Linked DNA regions of Sus scrofa: region 2 is linked to region 1. A link is a contact called in public promoter capture Hi-C data. All regions are on one chromosome and are shown on one strand. Each heading gives the region's core, a stretch centred on a gene start, on an enhancer-like site or on the middle of the called end of the contact. The rest is flanking DNA. Distances are from core to core; before and after follow the strand shown.

Region 1 (6,416 bases), core at 2,350-4,849:
CAACCTACACCACAGCTCTTGGCAACTCCGGATCTTTAACCCACTGAGTGAGGCCAGGGATTGAACCCTCATCCTCATGGATATTAGTCGGGTTTGTTACTGCTGAGGCACAATGGCAACTCCTACTTTCTTAATAAACTGAACGTTTTTAATAGGCAATTGAATACAAATTATTAAGTAATAAGACTAGCATCCTGGCTGAGCTTCAGCTTAAACTATAGATTTTCACTTAAGTGCCTTTATTTTTTTCATTTTTTAAAAATTGCTAATTTATAGTCAGTGTTGTATTAGTTTCAAGTGCACAGCAAAGTGATTCAGTTACACACACACACACACACACACACACACACACACACACACACACAAACACTCACATATATTCTTTTTCAGCTTCTTTTCCGTTAGAGGTTACTACAAGATACTGTGTATAGTTCCCTGTGCTGTATAGTAGGTCCCACTATTTTAGTAATGTTTATATGTTAATCCCAAACTCCTAAATACCTTTAAAGAAATTTCAAAAAAAAATACATTAAAGAAAATTTAAGAACAGGAAAGTGAAACAACTCTCACATAATTTCACCAGCCTAATACCTATTTCAGTGCATTTACTTTTGGTCTTTTCTCAAATATGCGAATACACACACACACACTATATGTTTATGTTTATATATATCTATATATTTATATTTTATATGGCTGTAATTAAAGTGTACATGCACTTTTATATGTTTTTAAGGCTCACAAACTGCAGGTATTTTCCAACATTTTTGCATAGTCCTCCAAATTATCATTTTCAAGCATTGCATTGTATCTCATTTCCCTACTTAGGTTGACAGCCTAAAAGAGCCTTAGCTTATACCCAGCTTTCTGCTATAAATAGTAACAGATCCAGGTTTTGAGGGACTTGAAATTTATACAATTTTGAGTGATGTTTTCAGAAAAATAATTCAAAATTGTCTAACTTTTGCAAATAGGACCATATGAACACATTGTTAGAGTCCCTCTCCAGGCTTTGGAAAGGGCCTTTAAAAGTGGGGGGAGGGGTTCTGGAGTTCCTGCTGTGACTCAGCCGTAAGGAACCAGGCTAGTATCTCTGAGAACGTGGGTTACGTTTTGGCCTCACACAGTGGGTTAAAGGATCTGGCGTTGCTGTGAGCTACAGTGTAGGTTACAGACAAGGCTCGTATCCCATGTTGCTGTGGCTGCGGTATAAGCCAGTAGCTATGGCTCTGATTGGACCCCTAACCTGGGAACTTCTGTATGCCGCAGGAGCAGCCCTAAAAAGACCAAAAAAAAAAAAAAAAAAAGTGTGGGGATGTCCTGAAGTTTCCTGGTGGCTCCGTGGGTTAAGGATCTGGTGTTGTCATTGCAATGGCTCAGGTCACTACTGTGGCATGGGTTGGATCCCTGGCTCGGGGCTTCCACAGCCATGGTTGAGGCCAAACAAACAACAAAAAGAAAGTAAGAAAGAAAGTAAGAAAATGAGGTGTTCTGGAGGTTAATTTTTCCTTTCTGGCCACGCCTGTGGCATACAGAAGCTCCCAGGCTAGAGATCCAACCTGTGCCCACAGCAGTGACCTGAGCTGCTGTACCACAATGGAACTCCCTGCAGGTTAATTTTCATTGGCTTTGTAGTTATCTACTTCTACTTAGAAATTATCCTGGAATAAACATCTTGAATATGTACTTTTCCTCCTTGTATTCCATAATTTCTGAAGGATTCCAAGTTACTATGATACCATTCGCTTTGCAGGAGTTGAGAAAGGAAATGATCATTTATTCAGCACCTATTATATACTGAGAAATATTTTTTCTTTAAAATTCTTTAAAATTCTTTAAAATTTAATTCCTACTATAAGCCTGATCGAGGTATTATTCCCATTTTTACAAATGAGAAAAACGAGGTGCAGTATACCTAAATTTCATGCCCAAAGTTACACATCTAGTAACTGGTAGGATTTGAATCCTAACCATCTCTTTCCAAAGCTCATGCCTTCCCAACTACATCATGGTGTCGCCACAGACTCATAGCTTCGAGGTGACATTCTCTAGGCAATTGCTGAAAACCTGGTTCTCGATTATCTGTTTTGAGGAGGACAGAATACAAAACTTGCCAAGTCCTGACATGGTTCTTGGAGGAAGGTAATTTAAATTAGTGGCGGCTAGACGTTCTCAGGTGAATTTAGGAGAAAATGATTTGGCTCTTTTTTGCCCTTCTATCTGCTCACAGACACCCCTGGCTTTGGATCAGTGCGCATTTCTCCGACAGAGCAGGGTCTGCAGTCGGAAGACCTGGCTTGGGTTTGGACGGGCTAGTCGCCACCTGACTGGCCTTGGGAAAGTCATTGAACCCCTCAGATTCTCATTTTCCTCCTCTGTGCAATAAGGATACTAAGTAACACAACCTGCCTTACCCCAGGGTAGTTGAGTGTCAAATCATGTGTGCGCAGCACTTGGTGAACCGCGTCACTGAGACGCTAGTACCAACGTAGGGGCATCCCCGCCTCTGCACCATCTGCCCCCAGGTGAGGGCGTGTGACGGCTGGGCAGGATGCACCTGATAGTTCCTTTATGGTTAACTCCTGATGGTGTGCCCTCCTGGACTGAAGCTGCCACGTGACTCCAGGGACGTCTGAGCACCTATCCCTGAACGCCCAGTGCCCGGAGAGCAGCCAGCAGAGGCTGAGCAAAATCACTCTGAGATGCTGAGGAATCTTTTCCTTCTCCAGCTGAGAACTGATCATCAAAACATGCCAAACAACCATCATTAAACGCAATTTGTAAAATCCAGAATTCAGTCCTGACCCATTGTCCCTTTACTCTCTCTTAGGTATCTTGGAATTTTATCTGCCAGTTTAGAAATCTTTAGTCCTTGTCGGACTTAATTGTGGGGGCAGTCTGCAGTTCTGGGAAGCCAGGAGGAAAAAATAAATCTCCGTTTTGTGTTGGCGTTTGAGCACCCTTCACCATATCCACGTTGAAAGCTGGTGGATACAGCATTAGTTTTTATTTTCTTTAAAAAGAGATATGCTTAAAAAAAAAAGAGATGCGTAAACCAATTCCCAATCCTGGAGACTGAGCTCATCACCCCGTATCGATATCCCAGAGCGTGGACTTGCAGCTCCGCGGCTCCAGCCAATCTGCCCCCGCCGCCCTCAACGCCCTCGCCGCCCTGGCCCAGGTGGCGGCCGGCGTGGCCCGAGAACCCCACCTGGCTCAGCCCGCGGCTGCCGCACAAAGAGCAGAGCAGGCGGCGGCCCGGCCGAGCCGCAGAAAGTAGTCCCGACCACGCCGGCACCGATGTTGTTCGACGTCGCTTCACGCCCTCCGCGGGGAGGGCCGAAGGGGCCGGCCCGGGAAAGAATCCCATCGGAATGCGCCGCCGGGCGGCCTTTCCCCTCCTGCCCGCTTTTGCTCGCCCCTCGCATTTCCCGGGGTCTGCCAGCCGAGGCCGTGCGCGCGGCCCTCTCTCCTTTTCTAAACCGCCCGGGAGGCGGTGCCGAGGGAGGGGGCTCGCCCGCGCGCAGGGAGACCTCGGCGGCGACCCGTGGCGGCGGCGGGAGCCGGTATCCCTGCGCCGCGGCGTGAGAGGAAGAGGCTGAATGAGGAACTGCGCGGGGGAAGCGGGGCGCCGGGGGAGGAGGCGGCGGGATGGAAGCAGACGCTGGCGTCGCGCGAGCCCCGGGCGGAGCGGCGCGGTAGAGAGGGCGGCGGCGGCGCGCGCGGAGCCTTGACGTGCCCCTTTCTTTCTTCTCTCTCTCCGGAAAGCTGGGAAGCATGAGCGTGCAGACCTGCCGCTGCCGCGGCCGCCCCGGCTCCTCGCCTCCCCCTCTTCGGGCCGCCCCTCGCCGGTGAGAGAAGCGAATGCGAGAAGGGAAGATGGGGGCCGTCCTGAGGAGCCTCCTGGCCTGCAGTTTCTGCGTGCTCCTGAGAGGTGGGAAGCACGGGGACGGGGAAAGTTGGTGGGGTTTTGGGGGGAGGGGGCCTCATTCTGTGTGTCTGGGGGAGGGGAGGGAGGGAGGCGAAGAAGGGGAAGAGGAGCGGGGAGAGGCCTGGTCTTGGGGAAGGAGGGAGAGAGGGGCCCGGGAGAAGGGGCTGCGCGCTCCGCCCGGCCACGATGCAGCCCCCGCCTCGCCTGCCCGACCTGGTCGGAACGGATGATTCTAAGTTTACCATTAGCAGCCTGTGCGGGTAACCCCCTGGACCCCCCATTCTTTCCGTGCGACTGAGGGTCGGTGTGTCTGTTTCTGCGTGGAGTCACTGGGGACTAGGGGCTTTGTATGGATTTTGGCCCTTGGAATGTTTGAGCCTGAGATGCTTCAACGTCGGGCTTCTCCTGCCCCCACCTTTTCCGTGTCTGTCTTGTGAACTTTTAGAGCCCTCTTACTATTTTTCCAGGCCTTGTTACAACTAATAATTGGCTTCCTTTGGGGATATAATGATCGTGGGTGAGAGCACAGTTGGAAAGCGACTCCGAGGTTATAGGTCGAGCGTTTCAGCCTTGGGAGTCGTCTGGGCTTCAGCCCGTGATAAAATAGAAACGTTGCCCTTGTAACCCCTGGTATTCAGAACTTGCCCCTATTTTCGGAGCTTGCAAGTGTACAGTTGGCACCAAGCAGGAAAGTCATCCTTGGTGGAGAGGAGCCTGTCCCGGGACCTAAGCTACCATCTGCTGCGCTCCCCGGGAGAATTTGCTCGAGAATCGAGTAAATTCTGTGGTTCCTTGGCTTGTTTGTTTGTTTTTAATTGGCCCGCAAAGCTGTCACATAGGCTGTGACTTTTATTTTGTGATTTTAGTTCGCTGAGGTTTTTGACTGGCCCGCAAGATTTCAGCAGCTATTCTCAAACTTAGCCAGTGTTGAGGCAGTGATGACTCTGATGCTGTGGGGCATTTACCAGCCGAGCAATTTAAGTGCCAATTGATGCAATGATTTGTATGTAGCTTTGGTTTCGTTAAGATTTTCGCTTGTGTTCACTGTCAGTTCTTTTCAGATATGGGACCTCTTGAGTGTAAGGAGATTTTTAGCTATTAATTTAACAGGCTAAACGTTTGTTAAGTGTTCAAACTTAACGGAAGTTTCCAGAGCACGATAGTAACTAACCGTGTTGTGCTATAAATGAGCCAGATAAGCTATTTGTGTGCATATTTATTTATTTTGGATAAGCGTGATTGACAATTTTGAGAGGAGAAATTTTTTTCCTTTATTCGTGTCTCAGGATTATAATGTCTGCATGTTGTATCTACTTATACTTAATAATTGGGACTCAACTGTAAGCACATTCCAAACTATTTCCACGTTTAAACTCCAGAAAGATAGTGCTTATTTCATTTTCTTGGCTGAGAATTTAATGCAGTTTTAAGTACTTAAGAGGTTTAATAAGTATATGTTTATTACAGTTTACTCCTTGTTGAAAGGGGATTATATTTGACATAAGAATATGTGTATATTTAAAGGTTAATAAATAGAATCAGCTGATGGGTTAAAGTCTTGGGGAAATTGAAAATCATTACCTGGCATGCTTCTGGTTGCTCAGTTGTATTTCTTGGAATAGAAGGATTTGATGTAAATGTTTAACACCAAGTTTGAGCCCAGAGTTGGTTTTGGTCATTATTGGAGTTAAGAGAAATAATGAGTTATATTTTGAAATGTGATACTATATATGAAGACCTAAAAGAGTTAATAGTTTAAATTGTCTCATTTCCACTAGGAAACAAAGTTTTGAAAAGTGAAGCTCTCATTTTAAATGTAGCATATTAATGGTATAAGGTGGTCTTTGAATTTAACCTACTTAACTATGTATTTCAACTAAAACTGTTTTTCACTGTGGAAGATTTTTATTCATAACTTATATTCTTTTCATTCCTTGCTAATGTCGTCTTCTGTTAAAACAGTGATATTAGTTAACCTTGGACTCCAGGGAGAAATGTAATTAACTAGTTTAATTAAGCTCATTTGTCTTCACAGAAGAGTTGGAGCTCTAACATTGGGAAGGTGGGATGATGAGAGAGTTGGGGAGAACTTTTTTCTGTAGCTCTGTTACACCAATAGCTGAGAGCTAGGGCATAATACTATCATCATCTGGGCTGCATCCCTTTCCCTACCATCAGAGGAAAAGGTGTGAAGGATAGATTTGGGAATTTCAATCCGAAAATGTTGGATTTAAAGCCTGTGTTGGTGTTCCTCTCGTGGCGCAGTGGTTAACGATTCCGACTAGGAATCATGAGGTTGCGGGTTCTATTCCTGGCCTTGCTCAGTGGGTTAAGGATCCCGTGTTGCTGTAAGCTGTGGTGTAGGTTGCAGACGCGGCTTGGATCCTGTGCTGCTGTGGTTGTGGTGTAGGCTGGCGGCTACAGCTCCGATTAGACCCCTAGCCTGGGAACCTCCATATGCGGTGGGAAGCGGCCCTGGGGGGGG
Region 2 (6,416 bases), core at 1,521-4,020, 83 kb after region 1:
AAAAAAGTCAAATTCATAGAAACACAGGAAAAATGGTTACCAGACAGTTAATTGAAAGCTCATATCAGTACTTTGTGTTGAAAAAATACCTACACATAAATACATATGTTTCTTTACTATGACCACTGCTGAAGACTAGGGGTAAAAATCATACCATTCAGGCGAAATGGTTGATTGTATGTCTCCTGCAAGAAGTGTCCAAGATGAGCTAGAATATTATGTCATATTGGACAGCAAGGAAGCTATTACAGGCTACCAGGGTCATTTCAGAAAGCCTGGAGAAATAACTTGAGAAGCCTCTCACTGGTCAAAGATTGATAGAAACCCATCAAGTGTGTTTAAATCCTTGTGTTCATAATGATTATTTGTTTGTTTTTGTCTTTTCTAGGGCCGCACCCATGGCATATGGAGGTTCCTAGGCTAGGGGTTTAACTGAAGCTGCAGCCGCCGTCCTACACCAGAGCCACAGCAACACCAGATCCTTAACCCACTGAGCGAGGCTGCAGGGATTGAACCCGCAACCTCATGGTTCCTAGTCGGATTCGTTAACCACTGAGCCACGACAGGAACTCTGTGATATATTTTTAAAAGAAGTAAGCAGCTTAGATTATGAATGGAGAACCAGTTCATTACCCTGAATGTTGCTAATGAAGAGGAAGAGTCAAGCAGTTTGTGCTCCCTTTCCTGTATGAATCTACCAGTAGCTAACCAAGTAGTAGGTTAAAGAAAGCTATTCCAGCTAATTTTAAAAATGATATAAAAGGAATAATTAGAATATCAGCATTTTATAACTTCCATTGAACCACTGGATCTAGGCATTGAACTTCAATAGCTGCTAATATCACAACAAGGAAAAGAATGAATAGACGCTTTTTTTTGCCACCTGATGGAAGAAAAGAGCATCCCTTTTATTTTGCCGAAGGATCACTTCACCTTGAGGCTGATCAAACTTGCAATTTGCAGGAGAAATAGAGGATAGAGACATACTGAACTGCACCGTGAGTGTGCATCAGCAGATCTGGACATACAGATCAAATATCCCAGGTCCTCCAGCAGATAAACTGTAAAGAATCATAAAGGAACCTGAGTTTAAAAGAGTCTGTAAAGGGGATGAATAGGCTGAGCACAGAGCATTTAAATTTAGGGTAGTGAAAATACGATAATGATAGGTACATGTCATAGTCCATCAGACCAAATCCATAGAACATGTACCACCAAGAATGATCCTTAAGGGAAACTGTAGACTTTGGGTGATTATGATGGGTCAGTGTAGGCTTAGTATTTGTAACAGAAGTACCACTCTGGTGGAGATGTTGATAATGGGGGAAAGCTGTGCATGTGTGGGGGCCAGGCATCTATGGGAAATTTCTTACCTTCCTTTTAGTTTGGCTGTGAACCTAATACTGCTCTAAAAAATAAAGAATTATAAAAGAGAGAGACTTAAAAGACATAGCAAATGAAAAAAATAGGTAGTCAAACCCAAACTGTTTTTCTGTGGATACACACTAGGGTAATAAAACTATAAAGGAAGGTAAGGAAGTGACTGCTACAAAGTCAGGATTACAGTTACTTTTGCAGAGAGGGAAGGAATGGGACAAGATCTGTGAGGTGTCTTCTGAGGTGGTTGGCAAAGTTCTTTCTTTTTCTGGATGAAAATTATAGGGTGTTTACCAGATACTAACTCATGAAATTATTATTTGTCTTGAATAGTTGTCTGTGTATCTGCTATTTCATATAATTTTTTATTTTTTTCTCAATGAATTTATTACATTTATAGTTGTACAGTGATCATCACAATCTAATTTTATAGGATTTCCATCCCACAAAATTTTTTTTAAAGTTATCTTTAAGCTTCTCAGCAGCTAGATTAAAATGAGTTCTCAGCACACATCATTGGAAAGGTGGAAACTTATGAGTTCTTTCTAAGGGAAGATTTTCATCATATTAAGTTGGAGAATTTTTTCACATGGAGTCAGTAGGGATGTAATGAATAGTGTTTACATTTTTCTGTGCACGTTGATTTCATATTACTTGCCCATGGTGGTCTTTGTTTAAAATTGGGGACATAATTCAGTAAAGGTAGTTCTCAAATGATTAAGCTAATGTTCAAGATGGTAATCTTCTAGTCTTAAAATGAGGATAGATTTAAGAGAAGCCAAGGAGAGAGGATAAACTCTGTATCTCTTAAACTGTCTTCTTTTAAAGATTGCTATTCTGGGAGTTCCCGTCATGGCACAGTGGTTAATGAATCCGACTAGGAACCATGAGGTTGTGGGTTCGATCCCTGGCCTTGCTCAGTGGGTTAAGGATCTGGCGTTGCCATGAGGTGTGATGTAGGTCACAGATGTGGCTCGGATCCTGGATGGCTTTGGTGTAGGCTGGCGGCAACAGCTCTGATAAGACCCCTAGCCTGGGAACCTCAATATGCTGCAGGAGTGGCCCAAGAAAAGGCAAAAAGACAAAAAAAAAAAATTTGCCATTCTAATTTTTTCTTTTAATAAGAACATATAGCAGAGTTACAGTACCTAGCACTTCTTGTTTACAGTACCTAAAATCTCTTAGATGGTATTATTTATTATAGGATAATAATTGTACACCATTCTTTATGAAATTGGTCCTTTTGACGATGCAAAAACGAAAGTATGAGCTTTTAGCTGGTCTTCCAGTGATAATGGATTTGTCCTTAAACTTCTGAAGGACTTTTGAATTCCTTTTGAGTGAACGCCGATGCATTTGCCAAAAAGCCATCCAAACTATTTACGGGTGCAGTCTGATCTTGGAAGGAGATAGCCGATAGATCACCACTTAGCCCTTGGGAACACTGTCCACAATCTTAGGTCTGTTAAATTTTCCAAAGAAAACTCACACAAAGTGAAAGAGTCTTAGCATTTCAGCTCTGGAAAAGGCTATTTAGTTGTTATTTTTTTTTCCCCTTCTTATCTGAAAAACCCACACAAGCTGTACAGTAATTGCCATGATGAGCTTCAGAAGCTCATGGCTGCCCCTCTTCCTTAACAGAAAAGAGACAATAGGAATTTATAGTACATTTCAAAGAGTCTTCATAGATGTGGAAGATGGTTTTAAGTATATCAGTTTGGTTTTGTATGTAGATAAAGCTTTCATGCATTTTCTAACATGCATTTATTAATGACAATTTAAAGAGATAGAATTTATCCCCTCCTTGGCTTCTCTTAGATCTATCTTTGTTTTAAGTCTAGAAGATTACCAACTTGAACAACACTATCCTTGAAGAAAGGGTATTACTTTTAAGACTTTCATGTAGTTCCTGATTACCAAAGTCAGGTTTTCCCATTAAGGTTATTAAAGTTGTTAAAGAATACTTTGGTTTGTCAGTGTTCCTGTTCAGCAGCAACAGGAATGTGAGGAGTGGTTGGAGGCAAGTGTAGAGAGTTGGAGAGGAGCCAGATGACACAGGGTCTAAAATTCTAAGATGAGGCTTTTGAATTTTACACTGGAAAGTATTAAGTCATTGGAGATTTTCAAGCAGCAAATTGACATGGATGGATTTGTTTTTTAGAAATACTATTTTGGTGGTTGTGTAGAGAATGGTTTGAAGATTATTATTTCACTTTCTTAAATCTTCCAAGTAATCATCCTTGTTCTCCGGATAAAGTATAAATCCTTCACTGTAACTTACATGATCTAATTCCTTTACCTCGTTTTAAACAGATATTCTCACCACTTCCTTCCTTGTGTACTCTGTGCCAGTGCTAACATACCACTTGTGGCTCCCTGATGGTGTCTGTGATGGCTCTTAGATTTCTGCTTTGAATGACTGGTTTGATGGAAGTGCCATTCATTGAGATAGAAGATTCAGGAAAGGAGGGTAGATTCTTTTTCCTTTCTTTACTCTTTTCTTTCTTTCTTTACTCTTTTCTGTCTTTCTTTACTCTCTTCTTTCTTTCTTTCTTTCTTTCTTTCTTTCTTTCTTTCTTTCTTTCTTTCTTTCTTTTGTGTAGGAAGAGAATGTGGTTGAGTTCAGCTTTGGACATGTTTGTGTTGCTTACAGAAAACTATGGTGATAAAAAGTCTGAGGAATTTTGGTTATATGAACCTGCAGCTCCACAGAGCAGTCTCAGAAGGAGATACAGATTTATAGACATTATCAAGTTAATGGTTATTAAAGCCATGGACCATAAACATAGAGGAATTTTACATTAGTCCTAGAGACTTAGGCAAAGATAACCACATACCAGAAATCTGAAGAATTTCCACAGGGTTCAGGATTGAAGGATGTCCCATTCTGACTGAGCTGTTGCCTGATCAGCCATCCTTGTTCTCCTAGTTCTAGGAAACCAGCTCAGACGCAGGCACATCAACATGGCTGGTCATCTACTGAGCTTGTGAAGGATCTGCTTCCTAACGAAGCAAATTGAAGACATTTACCTAAATAAGCAATAGTAACTACAACTCTAGGGATGGTGGCTGAAGGTGAGGGTAATGAGAGGGAGGTGGGATAGGGTGGAAAGTAGGCCTCATCTGGAGTCTCTTAGCACCTCTGGGAAATACACCAGACACTGAAGGCACATGTTATGGCAACCATACTTGACATGATTGAGCATGTTAGGCAAAGATCAGAGGTAATTAAAACTGGCTTGAATGAGCACAGTGGTGCCGGAGAATAAGCAGGGTTGCAATATCAGCAGACTTCTTGGTGCTATCAGAAACATGCAAAAGAAACAGGAATATGCTGCTGTTGTTGCTGGTTTCAAATTCTCCCTGCCTCTAGTGTGATTTGATTTCCAAATTAAAATGAAGCTGTGGTAAATCAAAATTTTATTCACATTCTACCTTTTTGATCTCAAAGCTTGGACTAGAAATTTGCAGACTTAAACAGAACTAATCTCACCTTCCAATAAAATACAGCCTTCCCTCTGAAAACCCTCCCCATTAGGAAAAAAATAAAATAACAAGGCACGTGAGAAGATACTACTGTGCACATGAATGATCTGTATTAAAGAATCAGAATAGGTATTTTGCTGTAATTTCCTGTAAAATGCAGGAGAAAAAAAATTATCAAAGTTCAAGGAGGAGTTTCTGCTGTGGCTCAACGGGGTTGGCGGTGTCTTGGGAACATAAGTTTGATCCTTGGCCTGGCATAGTGGGTTGAGGACCCAGTGTTGCAACAGCAGTGGCTCAGAGCTGATCCAGCCTGGGAACCCCATATGCCATGGGGCAGCCAAAAAAGGAAAAAAAAAAAGTTCAAGGAGACACAATATGAAAATAAGAGTAGTAGTATGAAAGAATACATTCAAAACTGGTAAAGACTGAATGATAATGAAGAGCATGATTTGTTAAATTTACAAGTTTAAGCAGTGATGAGGTCACCTTGTTGTACAGTGGAAAATTGACAGAACACTGTAAACCAGCTATGATGGAAAAAATAAAAATCATTATACAAAAAAGTTTAAGCAGTGACAGCCAGACAGATGACTGATTAAAAAAAATTCAAGTAAGTTGGAGGATAACCTTGGAGTTCCCAATGTGGCTCAGTGGTAACGAACCGGACTAGTATCCATGAGGATGTGGATTCGCTCCCTGGCCTCACGATCAGTGGGTTAAGGATCTGGCATTGCCATGAGCTGTGGTGTAGGCTCAGATACTGAGTTGCTGTGACTGTGGTGTAGGCTGGCAGCTGTATCTCTGATTCGACCCCAAGCCTGGGAACTTCCATATGTCACAGGTGTGGCCCTAAAAAGCCAAAAAAAAAAAAAAAAACCCCAAAACCCAAAAAACAATGGAAGGTAACCTTGAGAAATTATCCCACAACTTGTAGGAGGGGTGTGAAGACAATGGAAGAAAAGATTTGAGACATGGAGGTTGATCCAGGGATTGTTCATGTTTTGCTGCAACAGGAAGACATTATTACATATGCAAGGAAACAAAGTACACCATTTACCTTACCCTTCTGAAGAAGTTACTTGCTATATTGAGAAGACTATCAGTACAGAGGTGAAGTACAATATAAAGCTCAAGAATGAGGATATCAGATAATTAAATATTTGTGAGAAAGAAACCAGTTAGACTTGGAGTTAAATCTAGTAATTCCTGTTAATGTGCTTTTTTACAGCTTAAACTGGGATATTTTGACATCTTATGTAAAAATTATAAAATGGAAGCACATTATAATGAATAAAATTCCAGGTTTTATCAGTAAAAAATGAGACCTGGTAGTGGGATGATTACATGAGGAAGAAGGCAGACAAGAATAGACCCATGTTAACTTCTTAACTTATACATGGAATGTCAGTAGATACTGTCTTATTCTTGAGGCTGATAATTACCTAAAGTAGTATCACATATGACATAAAAACATAAAGATAAGTAAAATTTAATAAAACAGTTTGTATATCTTCCAAATTCCTAGAGACATAAAAAAGTATATGAATTCAGTC

The links. Promoter capture Hi-C pulls out the DNA fragments that hold promoters and counts their contacts.
Region 2: a promoter capture Hi-C map of fetal skeletal muscle shows a contact between it and region 1, with 4 times the contacts expected there. The contact joins the enhancer-like site here to the promoter of LRP6 in region 1. A contact is called at or near these places in 1 of 5 promoter capture datasets (fetal skeletal muscle), 2 of 47 Hi-C or Micro-C datasets (embryonic fibroblasts and mesenteric adipose tissue) and 2 of 2 datasets of contacts at active chromatin or transcription factors (alveolar macrophages and skeletal muscle).

What each region holds. Positions count from the first base shown.
Region 1 is chr5:60,145,442-60,151,857 of Sscrofa11.1, forward strand. LRP6 (low-density lipoprotein receptor-related protein 6) reads left to right here and starts at 3,600. Exons shown (of 24, transcript XM_021092344.1): 1 at 3,600-3,934. The coding sequence starts at 3,865.
Region 2 is chr5:60,229,036-60,235,451 of Sscrofa11.1, forward strand. All of the region lies in intron 4 of LRP6 (low-density lipoprotein receptor-related protein 6), which reads left to right. Among named protein-coding and RNA genes, the nearest start is that of LRP6, 83 kb to the left of the region's middle. Within about 2 kb of position 2,771, at least 11 of the 83 cell types and tissues checked have an H3K27ac peak or open chromatin away from gene starts, as enhancers often do. A contact at or near this core is called in embryonic fibroblasts, fetal skeletal muscle and skeletal muscle, where this site is marked.